Regions from separate parts of the Oryzias latipes genome. Here region 2 is linked to region 1. The links are chromatin contacts, called in public Hi-C maps. All regions are on one chromosome and are shown on one strand. The core of a region is the stretch at or near the end of the contact, and the rest is flanking DNA. Distances in the headings are between cores, read along the strand shown.

What was found. Hi-C and Micro-C count contacts between places; a contact is called where the count stands out from the background.
Region 2: a Hi-C map of embryo shows a contact between it and region 1, with 1.7 times the contacts expected there. The contact joins the promoter of LOC101168438 here to the promoter of tmem163 in region 1. A contact is called at or near these places in 2 of 5 Hi-C or Micro-C datasets (embryo and fibroblasts).

The regions. Positions count from the first base shown.
Region 1 is chr2:17,898,868-17,905,157 of ASM223467v1, reverse strand. It overlaps tmem163 (transmembrane protein 163), which reads right to left and starts at 4,491. Exons shown (of 8, transcript XM_004066573.4): 1 at 4,145-4,491; 2 at 2,971-3,090. The coding sequence starts at 4,319.
Region 2 is chr2:18,035,203-18,041,651 of ASM223467v1, reverse strand. It overlaps LOC101168438 (chloride intracellular channel protein 5), which reads left to right and starts at 4,363. Exons shown (of 6, transcript XM_011484691.3): 1 at 4,363-5,036. The coding sequence starts at 4,458. enpp4 (bis(5'-adenosyl)-triphosphatase ENPP4) reads right to left here and starts at 3,524. Exons shown (of 9, transcript XR_910160.3): 1 at 3,251-3,524; 2 at 1,974-2,199; 3 at 1,597-1,890; 4 at 1,406-1,510; 5 at 236-434; 6 at 1-121. LOC110016364 (a long non-coding RNA gene) reads right to left here. Exons shown (of 3, transcript XR_002291645.2): 3 at 4,857-4,962.

The DNA of each region.
Region 1 (6,290 bases), core at 3,242-5,741:
TCAAATTAGTCCAATACTAGCTAGAGAGTCACATGACCACTGTGTTTTCTGTGTCTAGATAATGAAGCGGGTGGCGGTCTATAGATCCTGCCTTCTCTGGTTTTTCCAGCTGATCTAAATGCATCGCGGCGCTTTGTGTTCAGGTGAGACGAGGCCGGAATAGACAATCGTCTCATGAGTTTACTGCTTACTAAAAACGTTCAGAGGAGAAAAGCAGGTAAATGGAGTAGAGAGCAACAGACACAACAGGAAAAACATATATTCTAGATCAGTGAAGGCAGATTTTTAACACAAAATAACATTTCTGTTAAATTATACCTTCGACCATCAAGGATCTTCAATGGAAATTCAATGTATTTTTTAATGATTGAATCCCATCCATGTGCTTTGTTGTAAAGGTTCCCTAAAAAGGTCTAATATACATTGTTATTCCTCCACCTTACAATGTCACTGCCTACTAACGATTGGGTCACATGACTCCTGTAGATGTTTTATTGTGTTGACACAATTCCTAGAACTTGCACTACATCAAGAAATTTTATTTAAAAAATTAGGATTAGCAAGTATATTAGCCGCGGTTACATGCGCAAAATATCTTGATCGGATCAATGGTCGGATTAAAATTCACCGTGTACATGGGATCAGAAAAACTTTTTACGATTAGAACGAACGTTCACATGGTCACACTTTCGGTCGGAATAAATCGTTTGGGCATGAGCAGTAGTGTTGAAATACCGGAAGAGGAAATGAGTCCGGTTATAAACAAACCTAGCTGCCATATACATTCATGCAGCAGCTCGGTAATATACGTACTTTTATTACTGTTACGAATATTATGAATTGCCTGTTCGCTCATCATTTTATTTTTAATCCGTGTGGTCAGTGCTTCTTTTTTGTGGAAGAACGGAGCTGGAAGAAGCCAAGGCTAGGAATGGCTAACGCGCTAACAACATTAGCCTTGTTTGATGAACATAAAATCCATGCGGGAAACGCCGCAATCTCATCACAGGGCACGAGGCGCTCCTCCTCCCCACCCCCCTCGTGAGGGGTGTAAGAGACGGGAGAGGCGAAAAGCCAGAGGGGCGAGAGCGGAGCGGCGCTTTGCTCTGGGCGTACGCAGAGCAGCCAGTCGGTCCTGTTTGAGCTTCAAAGCTTTCTCTGGAGCAAAACACCGTCTATGCATGACGTTAAACCAGAGCAGTAGTGACGCACGATCGGAATGAACCGTTTAGATGAACAACGATCGGATCAACAATCGGCATAACCCACCTATCTCGATCGGAAAGAAATTTTGATCCGAACGAGTCTGATCGGGGCAGAGTATTCTGAACGGCGTGTTTACATGACGCATTTTTCTTCCGATCAGGCATTCTTTCCGATTACTTTTGTCCATGTAAACGCAGCTACTGGTAAGTGTCTACGACATGTAGATTGTTGAGGAAAACAGTGAGAAGCAATGTGTGTCACGTTAAAAGGTGTTTCTCACTCTGTTTACATCCCATAATGCCCGGCTTCAGTGGCCGTTTTGGCTTAGGTGTTCAGCTCCAAGCATGGAAACTATTTAGACTGGGGAAATTCATCGGGAACCGAAGCTCAGTCCGATTGGAAACAAACCGAGACCACCTGGAAAGATGGGTCAGAAAGTGGTTCCAGGTCCTGGGCCAGGGTGTGCTTGGGTGTATTCAGACTGAAAATTGGTTCCGGATTATTAGAGGAAACGAACTCTGGTTAATTTAAGTGGACCAAATGTGTCCAGTCCGAATACAATTTTTAGCCCTCTATGGTCTGATTTAGGGTCTCACTGCTAATCTGTCAAAATATCAGTTTCTTCAACATGTAACGACCAGCTTGAGGAGTGTCCGACGCATTGACTGTATATGAGAACTGGCTGAATGAGTTTGACGGCATCCACAGAGAATGGCTCCGGCAGATGAAGTCTATTCAGGAGCCGTTTTTTCACTATACAGACGCCACCATGTTGAACCCAGACGTCAGTAAGCAGCGATTGGTCCGAGTTGGGCTGAGTCGATGTTTTTATGGGAACCACTCCCGCCAATCAGGAGTGAGCTTGTTGGAAGGCCACACCCCTACCACTTCAAAGCAGGCTACACGAAACATGTCAATCAAACATTTAAAATGTTTTATGCGAGACCACTTACTTTTCTTGGGGCATCTGATTGGTCAGATTATCACTTGAAAAACTTCAACTACAAAGAAAACGCAAACTAATTAGGGGAGTCGGACGAGTTACTCAGTCTAGTTCTTAAATACGGTGAAGGGTCTGCCATGATCCTGGGATTGATTCCATGTTCGTAGAAAAGACTCTTCTTCTAATTGCCGATCATGTTTTTTCTATCTAGTCGTTTTTTAAGCCATAAAACAACAAACGACTCCTTTACTTTTAGACTAGTTCAACCAACCCGACTCAGGTAAGAGGTGCAAAGCGATAGCGCTACTTTCCCACCATCCAAGGTCAGTCCAAAGCCCTCCAGACCTGGAGGGTGTCTAGTCTTACAGCAGAGTCTGCGATACGTTCTGGTCACATGACCGGAAAATTGAATCTTTTTCCCCATCAGGAATGTTGCAGACGCGAGAGCAGAGAGTGACTGACCCCCTTCCCACCCCCCACACACCAGGTCAGCGGCCACCGTGAGTCAGAAGTCCCGAGCTCACATCCTTGGTCATGTGAGCTCACGCTGATGAGATAATGGACATCTGTGGTCTGCTCCTAAGGGACGTCTTTCCTGATCTACGGATCCAATTCCAACTGGGATTTTGCAGATACCTTCACGTTCTAAAACTATAAAGAGTTCCCCGGTTTATTTTGAAGGGCAATGAAAGTGTAGAACAAACATGGGAAGAGTTTTATTTTTACGAGCTGCTGCGTGATGACAGACCTGCAGGGCGTGACCCTCATAAGCAAACCTGTCCTTCAGCTGAAGAACGTCTGCGATTTCCCATTCTACTCACTGAAAGCAGCCACGGCCAGGATGATGGTGGCCACTATGGACGCCCACGACACCCACAGGGCTTTCTTGCGGAAGCTCTGGGCTTCGTGAGGCTTTAGGCGCATGCTGCTCTCCAGAAGACCTGCAGGCGATACGCAGGGCAAAGTGACGCCCAGAGTTCCACTCACGTTTAGTTACTTTTGTTATTACAACGTCAACAAAACACAAATACACAACATTTGACAAAAATATGTCTACGTTTGGGAATTTTCACCACAAAAAAAAAAGGTTCATTTCACACAGAAACACAACTTCATCTTTGGGTTTTGCAAAAAAAAAGAAATTTCAGTTAAAACATTTGATGGTTTATCTACACATACATTGTTTTACTTTAATGACTATGCTATTACAAAGTGCCTTTTTTTTCTTTCGATTTTCGATGTTTGTAGTAGGGCTACACGAAATGAGCAAAACTTGCCATATGCGATATTAGTGATCAATATTGCGATAACGATATAATTTGCGGTATATAAACAAATAGCAAAACAACCAAAAACATCATTACCATTTCATTGCAACAGTTTAAAATTTATACTCCAAATGACCCTTGTTGGTGTAGGAGGCAAACATCTAACATAAAGGGCTCTTCTGATTGGTCAACAACGTGAACTGGTCCATCCGATTGGTCAAATGCATAAATGGATTTATTTGATTAGTTAAATGCTGACATAAGATTGTTTTAGCACATTAAAGGTTACTATTTAATGCGATTTTTGCTGACTTTTGCAATATGGATATTGCACTGCTTGATATTGCGATAACGATAAATTTGCAGTATATTGTGCAAGACTAGTTTGTAGCTTTTTCAGCTAATTAGAAATTTTTTATAATATCATAATAATATGAAAACTTTTTTTTAACTAATCCAAACTTCTAGATTTAAAAAATAAAATAATTCTGCTTTTGTAGAAATTATCAATCTGGTTTTATAAAATAAAAGTCCCCCTTTGTAGAAATTATCAATCAGGATTAATAAAATAAAAGTCTGCCTTTGTAGAAAATAAATTAGAATTTCTTAAATAATTTTCTGCTCAAGTAGAAAAACATTGTATAAATTAAAAGTCTGCTTTTGCAATAATAACTCGGGACGGTTTTTGGGTGGCGCGTGAGTCCCAATGGTAGCAGACACCACCCACCTCGGTCCTCTATGCTGTCCGTGATCTTCATCTCCTGGTCCATCTTGAAGCCCTCTCCGGGACCCTCCGCTTCGGCTTTCCGCTGCTCCTCTTGGGGCTGCGTCGGCTCGCTCTGGCCGTTCACCAGCGCGGGCTCCACGGCGGCGGCGGTTCGGTTCGGCGGCGGTTCGGTCATGTTGTCTCTAAAAATGTCTCACCTGCCTGAGAGGAGCCGCTCAGACACAGAGGGAGGGGGGAGGGGGGGAGTCCTCGTGGAGTTGGGATCCCAGCTGCGCCAAATCACATACTGTGCACGAGCCGCAACCGGAAATTTGAGGGTTTGGATTTCAAAAATAAAGGCACAGTTCTTTGTTTTGAAAAAAAAAAAAAAAAAAAGTTGTAAGCTCTTTCTTGCATGTGTTTAAAAAAGTCATTTGAAACGAAAAGTAGGTCATTTGTGTTTGGTATTTAAAGAACAATCCTGTTATGCTGGATAACAATTTAATTAAACTGATATAATAAGACTAATAATTAAAAAGGGGGCAAATCCAAAGCTGTTTTAAAAACATAATTCTACAATAGCTTTTTCTACAAAAGCTTTAGACACACATCTTAGACACACAAATATATAAATAAATGTATAAAATTGTATCTATAACTAAATATTTAATAGAAAGCAATGACTTTTAATAGTCACTGTCGCAGGTAAAGTTATCAAATATTAATACCTATATACTTAATACTTTTACATTTTTTGTATTATTTTTTTTTGTTATTTAGAAAAAATATATCACTGTTTTTATATAGAATGGAATATTTTATTTGTGTTGCACTAAAAGCCATTCTATACCCTGATGCCCATTTTAGAAGAAGTGATCTAATAAGAGTTCAAACGTGGCTATTTCTTTGTTTCTTAATGCGTCTAACTTTCATTCATCTTTAAAAACATTTTGGGGACTTTCGCCGACGCTGACAGACGTCAAATCTGTCCTGTCAAAGTTGAATTAGCAATTTATTTTGAAAGCGTTGACCGGAAGGGGCGCCTCTATCGCGTTTACAGACAGTGAAAGATTGTGCGCTTCAATGATTTGGTGCGCAGAGTCAGGTAACAAATAACAGAAAAAGCCGAGCCGTCCTGTTACAGTCACACCTGCACTCTAATTACGAACATTTGAGGATTCCTAGAAAAAAAAGGAACCAGCAGAAATTATTCAAAAAAGGTACTGGGAAAAATATGGTAAATTTACATCGTCACTAAAAAGGGGAATAAAGATTTTCTGCCTCTTATTTATGTCAATACTTTTTGCAATCACAAACAATAAATAATAATCCTACAAATCACATGAAAATAGAGTTGGTGCTGCTGACCCTTCATTTTTGTCACTTGCTGCCATCTAGAGGATCATTTCAGTACTGCACCACTCACATTTAAATGAATCAAAACGTTGAGGAAAACCAATAAACAAAGCATCAGAAATGAGAGGAAAGAAAAAGACACATTCCATAAACATTGTTAGCCTAATGGGGCACACACCTGCTACATAATAATAATCAAAAGTATCCCATAATGATTGAGATACTTTGCCACAATGCATATGTTGTAGCAAACAAATAAAGAAATGAGGCTCCTGACACAAAACATTTGGGACAACCAGTAGAGAAAAACAACAGCAAATTGTCAAAATAGTGCTAATCCCAAAAAATGCATTTTAATTTTTAAGAAGGGGGGGGGGGGCAGGTTTTCTGTCAATTTAGTGCTAAAACGCTTCAATTACTGGGTCAATTACCATATCAATGGCGAGCATTAACATCACCCAGTAAGGGCCCTTAGGCAAAACCCTTAACTCTACTGCCCCCCGGGTGCGGTTAGGCTGCAGCTCACTGCTCCCCCAGGGGATGGGTCAAATGCGGAGAAGAATTTTCCCATTGTGGGATAAACAAAGTATCAATTATTATTATTATTATTATTCTAGTAAGAAAATGTTAAATGTGTAATCCAAGATCATCTTGTTCAAAAAATGCATTTTTTACTTGTATTTTTTGTCCTATTTAATTGTGGCTGTATAACTAACCTGGTTTGATTATTTATGTCTATTTTCTTAAATTTCTATTTATTAAAATAAACAATATCATTTCATATACAGAGCATATTTTTTTATTTGTGTTG
Region 2 (6,449 bases), core at 3,114-5,613, 140 kb before region 1:
AGTAGAAGCGGTTGGATGCGCTCATTGTTCCGGTAGTGTAGCCTATCAGGAATGGCCTTTTTCAAGTATGCAGTCATGTGGGGGTGGCACTTCTTCAGTAGATCGAACACAGCCTCTGGATCTCCAATGCAAACAGACAACCTTTTTAAAGCAACAAAAACACTACAATGGAAATTTCACATAGTTTTTTGTTAACAGTTATGCCACCAAACAGAAGAAGGCAGAGCACAGATACCTCCATTTGGAATGAGGGCTGCCACAGGTGTGAGGTCCACCAGTGTGTAGTTGTCGGGGTGGAGGCAGTCGTCCAAACGGATGAGGCGGTCGTTGGAGCATTGAGCCATGCCGTGGTCGCTGGTTATTATGAGGTTCACGTGTCCCCAGAGGCCGGTTCGCTTCAGCTCTGACACCAGCAGGCCGATGTTATCGTCAACCTGGTGAAGGAAAGCTCTGCGTCATTTCCCAGGAAAGACTTGAACATTTTATAAACGTTGGATGAAAATAATACATTTTCAGATTAAATTGGTCCTTTGTTGTAGCCGTAACATCTTCAGCTTCTATACAAAGTCTTTTGGGGAGAAACTCTCAATGTGGAGCGACCAAACACAAATGTATCCCGAGAACCTTGCACCAGCTCCATTTTTAGCATACATCCACCACCAACTGATGTCAAATTGGGTAGATCAAAGCAATTGATGGTACATTCCATTGGTACAAGACTACAGTCTCATGCTAATGATATTTAAAAAATAAAGAAATAGGGGACTCAAGACCTTAGGGAACTCCACATCATATGTGCTGGTCTAGTCTGTAATGACTTATATACACACACACACTTTCTTTTCTTTAAGATAAACTATTTAAAACCAATAATCAAGCTTCAAACCCTGTAATATAACTTGAGGCTACCTTAATGGTTTTGGACGGAGACAGGACCTCCACATTTTTTACGTACCGTGTTTTTCGCACTACTGAAAAAAAAAAATTGTGCGCCTTTTATAGTGTGGAAAAGTGGTGTACTGGTTGTATTGTTGCCATTTGCGTCATTTTGGTCAAACTTTTGCTTGAGACTTGGTGAGACTAACCTGATGTGAACGGAAACCCATACCATGAAACTCCTGCTGCAGTTTTTATGCTATCTTTTAAATGGGAAGAATGGCAGACCTCTTCAGATAATCAGATTTGTTATTTTCAATGCTGTTGTGTGCTACAAAGCTTTATCTTTTTCTTGAGTTGTCAACTTTGAAACAATACCATTGAGGTGTCAGTAGTTGAAAACCTTTGGTTGCAACAACCACAAAAAGTTAAACGGCTAAGCACTTTACTTTTAACATATGAAATGCGTTTAAATTTGTGCTACTGACTATATTGTTGTAACGACTATACATTTAGTGAATGATCCTACCTCCTTCAACACTTTAGCCATTGCCGTGGTGTTGTCAGGCCCAAAAAAGTGACCCGATCGGTCCGGTTCCTCCCAGTAAAGAGCTGTAAACATCACTCCTGGCTCCTGGCGAACAAACATTGCATGACGCCAAACAGCAACTAAGCATTTCTCCTTGAAGGTGGAGAAACGAATAAATGCTGCAGACCTACCGTTCCGTTTCCCAACATCCAGCTTGTCACGTTCCCCAATCGTTCCTGGAAGGTTATATCAGAGTTGTATGGGAAGAAGTGTGTGGCCGTGCGGTTGCCGATCAGCACATCAGAGCCGGGCCACATAACAGCCGCCGTCTTGTAGCCGGAGTCGAGAGCGGTGAGCCAAAGGGGCTCCGCCTCGCTCCACCACGCCGGGTCGGTGTCATTCTTGATGTTAAAGTGCTTGTGGCTGATGGGGTCGAACATATTGGAGGCCAAAATGCCGTGGGACTCTGCGAACAGCCCTGTAACCTACCAAGAACCAATCAGGGTGTTTTCAAATAATACAAGAAGGATTTCTTCATATAAACATTGACAGCATAAACAAAACTCACTAAGCTGTAGTGGTTGGGAAAAGTCTTGGTGATGAAGACGTTCGTGAGCTCCTCCACCAAGACGCCCTCACTGTATAGGAGTTTGAGGTTCTGCATGGGGAACCGGTTCAAGTAGTCAGCTCGGAAGCCGTCAAAGGACACCAGCAACAGCGGCAGAGGGGGAACCATGTCTTTTTCTGTGGCGGAAACGCCGCACAGGAAGCCCACAAGTATTTCAAGCAACATCCTGAAAGCACGGCAAAGACGAAATACTAGATCAGGTGTCGTTTCTGAACAGAAATGATGAAAATGTCAAAAAATAAATAAAAATCAGTCAACAAAACCCAAACCATTTTTTATGCAAATCTTCCCTTTGCTCTTTTTAGTTCGTTTTTTATCAGAGGGTGTGAAAGTTTCCGTTCAAAACCACATTAAGGAAATACCAAGCAGCTCATAACAAACCATCAGATGGTCTCTCATGATATTACCTAGAAAAACGGCTTTCTCTGAAACCACTGTTTATATGAAACAACTAGAACCTGTTTAGTTAGAGGCTGAATGAGGCATAATTCAAATTCTGATAAGTTGCATTGGCATTTGGGGGGGGGGGGGAATAAACCAGTTCTGCTACTTTTCTCTTACAATGCACCCAAGAACGTTATGTTTAGTAGCAACTCTAGGTTACATCAGGTCTTTTAGGTTATCCACATTTTTTAAAAATCAGATTTTTTAAATATAATTTCTTCACTCATTTAGCAAATAAATAAAAAAAGATATTTTGTATTTTAGCGACTACAAAAATATATATTTTTTGAAGTTTCTATCATTTGTTTATAAAACTGTGAAAAACTAAGACTTCCGTAAAACCATCTGAAAACAGACAATTTACACTTTATTTTCATCACTTCGTTCTGTTTTTTAAATAAAAAGAACCATCATTTCTCGCTTCAGTATCAGCAAAAACACTTTAAAAAGAAATCCCACTCTCTTTTTGATACACAATTATAAAAAACAAAAAATTGTAGTCGCATTTTCATTGAAATTTCCATACATTTTGAAAAACCAAACCAGGAAGTCATCCTGGTAAGATAACAAAAGGAAAGATAATCAAACTAACCAAAAGAGACTATAGCTGATCAACTGATGTCAAACAATTGTTTGTTGAATTTTAACCGAGCAATTTGATTGACAATTTTGAGAGTAAAGTCATGTTTCTTAGTAGTTAGCCCGAACAATAGCATCGGTTACTTTGCTCGGTCTTTTTGCTGTTAAGCTAGCTGTGATGATGGCGGCGTTACCTGTTGGGGGGCGCACAGGTGGGCATCACCCTCACGACGCCGGTGACATTAACTTTCCCGACTACTACGACAACGACCTCATCGATCCACCAGCACTGAATCCACGCATTTTGAAATAAAAAGACGTCAACATAAACTGAATCGCTTTGGCCACTTCCGGTATCGAATTTCAAAATACGTGGCGCGCACATATTAAGTCAAATAAATTGCGTATTTGTTTTTCGGAATTTATACACGTTTTTCCTTTAAGTCGAGTTTTATATGTCTCAACGATTAAAATTTAGTCTATACCGTCGTATAATCTCGTTTTATGATAAAGTTTAAAAGAAAATGCTTTTATTTTGACATTGAAACTTAGTTTTCAATGTTAAGTGTGGAATCTTTACTCGGATTTAACTGACAGGTCAAACAGCCAATCAAACGGACTTCAGATGGGACGAAACTAGATCCTTATTTGTAATTAGGTAATCTTTATTTACTTACTTTAAAAAACTATTTATTAGCAAAAATAATACAATATTTTATGACTTCAAATATTCATTTAAATTATACTTTTACTATAATTCTGCTTCAACGATATATGATTTTTTTTCCCCTAAAAAATGTAATTTTTTGGCACCACATTGTCGGACAGTTTTTATAATCAAAGATATGATTTTTTAAGGTTTTATTTTATTTATAGATAAACATTTTATTTTGAATTTTCTGCTTGGGTTTTAGCTTAAATTGAGATAATAAAATTACTTTTTTTTTTAAATGTATGATTTATTTTTTGTGTATTTCACGTTTATTTTGATCTTTTTTTTTTAATATTTCCTTGAGTACTACGCACATCTGAAACTTTATTTAAACAAAAAAGTTACACATTTTTAGGACTTTTAGCCACCAGCGGACTCCATGGTTGCATCTGTTCTTCTCGGCCCTGACGAAAAGCATCATGATGATGTTTGACATTCAACTGGGAGGAACCATGACTGAAGCTGGAGTGATCTCCTTTGGGTCAGGGGTTTTGATGATAAGTGACTTTATGAAGATGTGGCCCTTCACTCATCCACAGCCATAAAATGCGCTGAAGATCAGTGTTTTCCTTGCGATCACCCATCCCTGTACAAAGTCCTGTGTTGCTTCTTGATAAGGGAGCCGCTCTTGACATTTCAGTCGCTCTGCTGTGAAGCCGGATCCAGTCCTCTCGCCTTCTTCACTGACGATGGATCACGTGTATGAAACCCCACAGAACCCCTACCAGAATGACAACCCGTACGAGATGCCGCATGAATCGGAGTATGAGGAAATCTCAAATATTTACGAGAACTCCGGATCAAACGGCACAGAGATACCTGAGCCCCCTGCCTTGCCAGCACCCGCTCTTTTGGCAGAGGAGCGACGGGGCAGCTCATCCTCATCCTCATCTTCATCCTCTTCCTCATCCTCCTCAGACAGCGACGAGAATGAGGCGTTGGAGAAAAGCAGCAAGGAGGAGATAGAGGCCAAAAAACAGAGCGACGAAGATGAGAAGGAAGACAAAAAGAAAGAAGAAAGCGAGGACAGCGACAGCAGTGACAGCAGCGACAGCAGCGACAAAGAGAGCACAAAAGACACTGAAGAAGAAAAGGGGGCAGTCGAAGGGAACTCCAAGGAGTTGAACTGGGACAGTGGGTTTCCAGAGGTGGATGGGGAGCACTCCTCACGTCGATCCTCATCTTCTTCCTCATCTTCATCGTCAGCGTCCGAAAAAGAGGAGCCAGAACGTCAAGGAGATGATTTGAAGGTCACACTTTACGTCAAGGTATGAAGCAAGCATTCTAGCAGCATAAAGCCAAAAATAAAAATGTATCGGGTTTGAACCAAGAAATGTGACAAAGTTGATAAGTTTACACTGAATTTTTAGCAGACTGTCCCACCGCAACGTTGTGGTTTTTAGGAGTTTATGCTTGTGAACATGTGTGTTTGTAGTGCCAGGAAATTATACAGTGCTTCTAAATATAGCAAAAGCTGAGCTAACAAGATTGTTCTGAATACTTTTGTGAGTACTAGCTAACTATTTTTCTAGTTAGCTTGCTAGCTACATTGGTAGATCTTACATCAATTTAGCTAAAACAACTTCTACAGTTTTTTTTATCCATGTAACTACCAAACTAAATCGTTACATAACTAAACTACAGTTTAGTTATCAAACCAGATTGGGAGCCAGCTAGCTAGCTGAACTTGTACCTATTTACCAATTCAGATAGCAGACTAGAAAGGAGGGTAGATAGCTACAAAGATACACAGTCCACCAACCAAATTTAAAGTAGTAATTTAGCCTTTCTAGTTTAAGTCAAGCCAATTGGTTAAAGTTGTAAAAGTGTGGATTCGCTTGAGTGTTACGTAACAGATGAAGGCGTGGGAGAGTTTCAAGCGGAAGTTCTCAGCACAACAAAAGCTGGGTGTGGTGTGCGTGCAACAGCAATGCAAAACTCACCTGTTGTGTTAGTATGGAGAATGAAATGCAATTGTGGGCCTTCACCCATACAGAGATGGACGTTTTAGCGCACTGCTTTGCAACAGGAAGTGGCTTTATGAGCGATCTCTGGATTTTCCTGTTCCGATTTTTTTTTCTTTTCAGCACTCGGTTATCCATCTAACCGTTAAAAGGTTACTATCACGAAGTGTGAATCTGTTACATAATCTGCAACTTCCACTCTAAAGTTCAGCTGCGGTGGACAGTACAAGCGCCATAAATTTTATACTTTCCACTACACACACGTATATTACTGCCATATAAGTGAGTAGGGTCCTAAAGTGAGAGATCAAAGTCTGTCGTTTGTGGAAGAGACACTTTCAGGCAAAGAGAAGCCAACAAGTCCACAACTATTTCAATAGTTAACAAAAGCGACAGCGTTACACAAGAATTCTAGCTTAAACCAGCACCGCTGAGAGGACAAGCCATTGGCTGTGGCTTAGGAAAAGTGACATCACATGGAAAAAAATGACCCAACTAAGGCTTGATCAACCTTTGGTGGGCCTACCTCAGATTAGGGTATATTGTGATTAATGGCTGAAACACTCTAAGATGTTGAGGTACACAACAAATGTCATTTTGACCAAACTTTTCCTTGAAATGGTAAATGGCGTATACTTATGTAGTTTTTTCTAACTTCCTCGAAGGCCCATAGTGCTTTACAACAAATGTGTCTCGCAGGTGAAACTTAATGGAAGT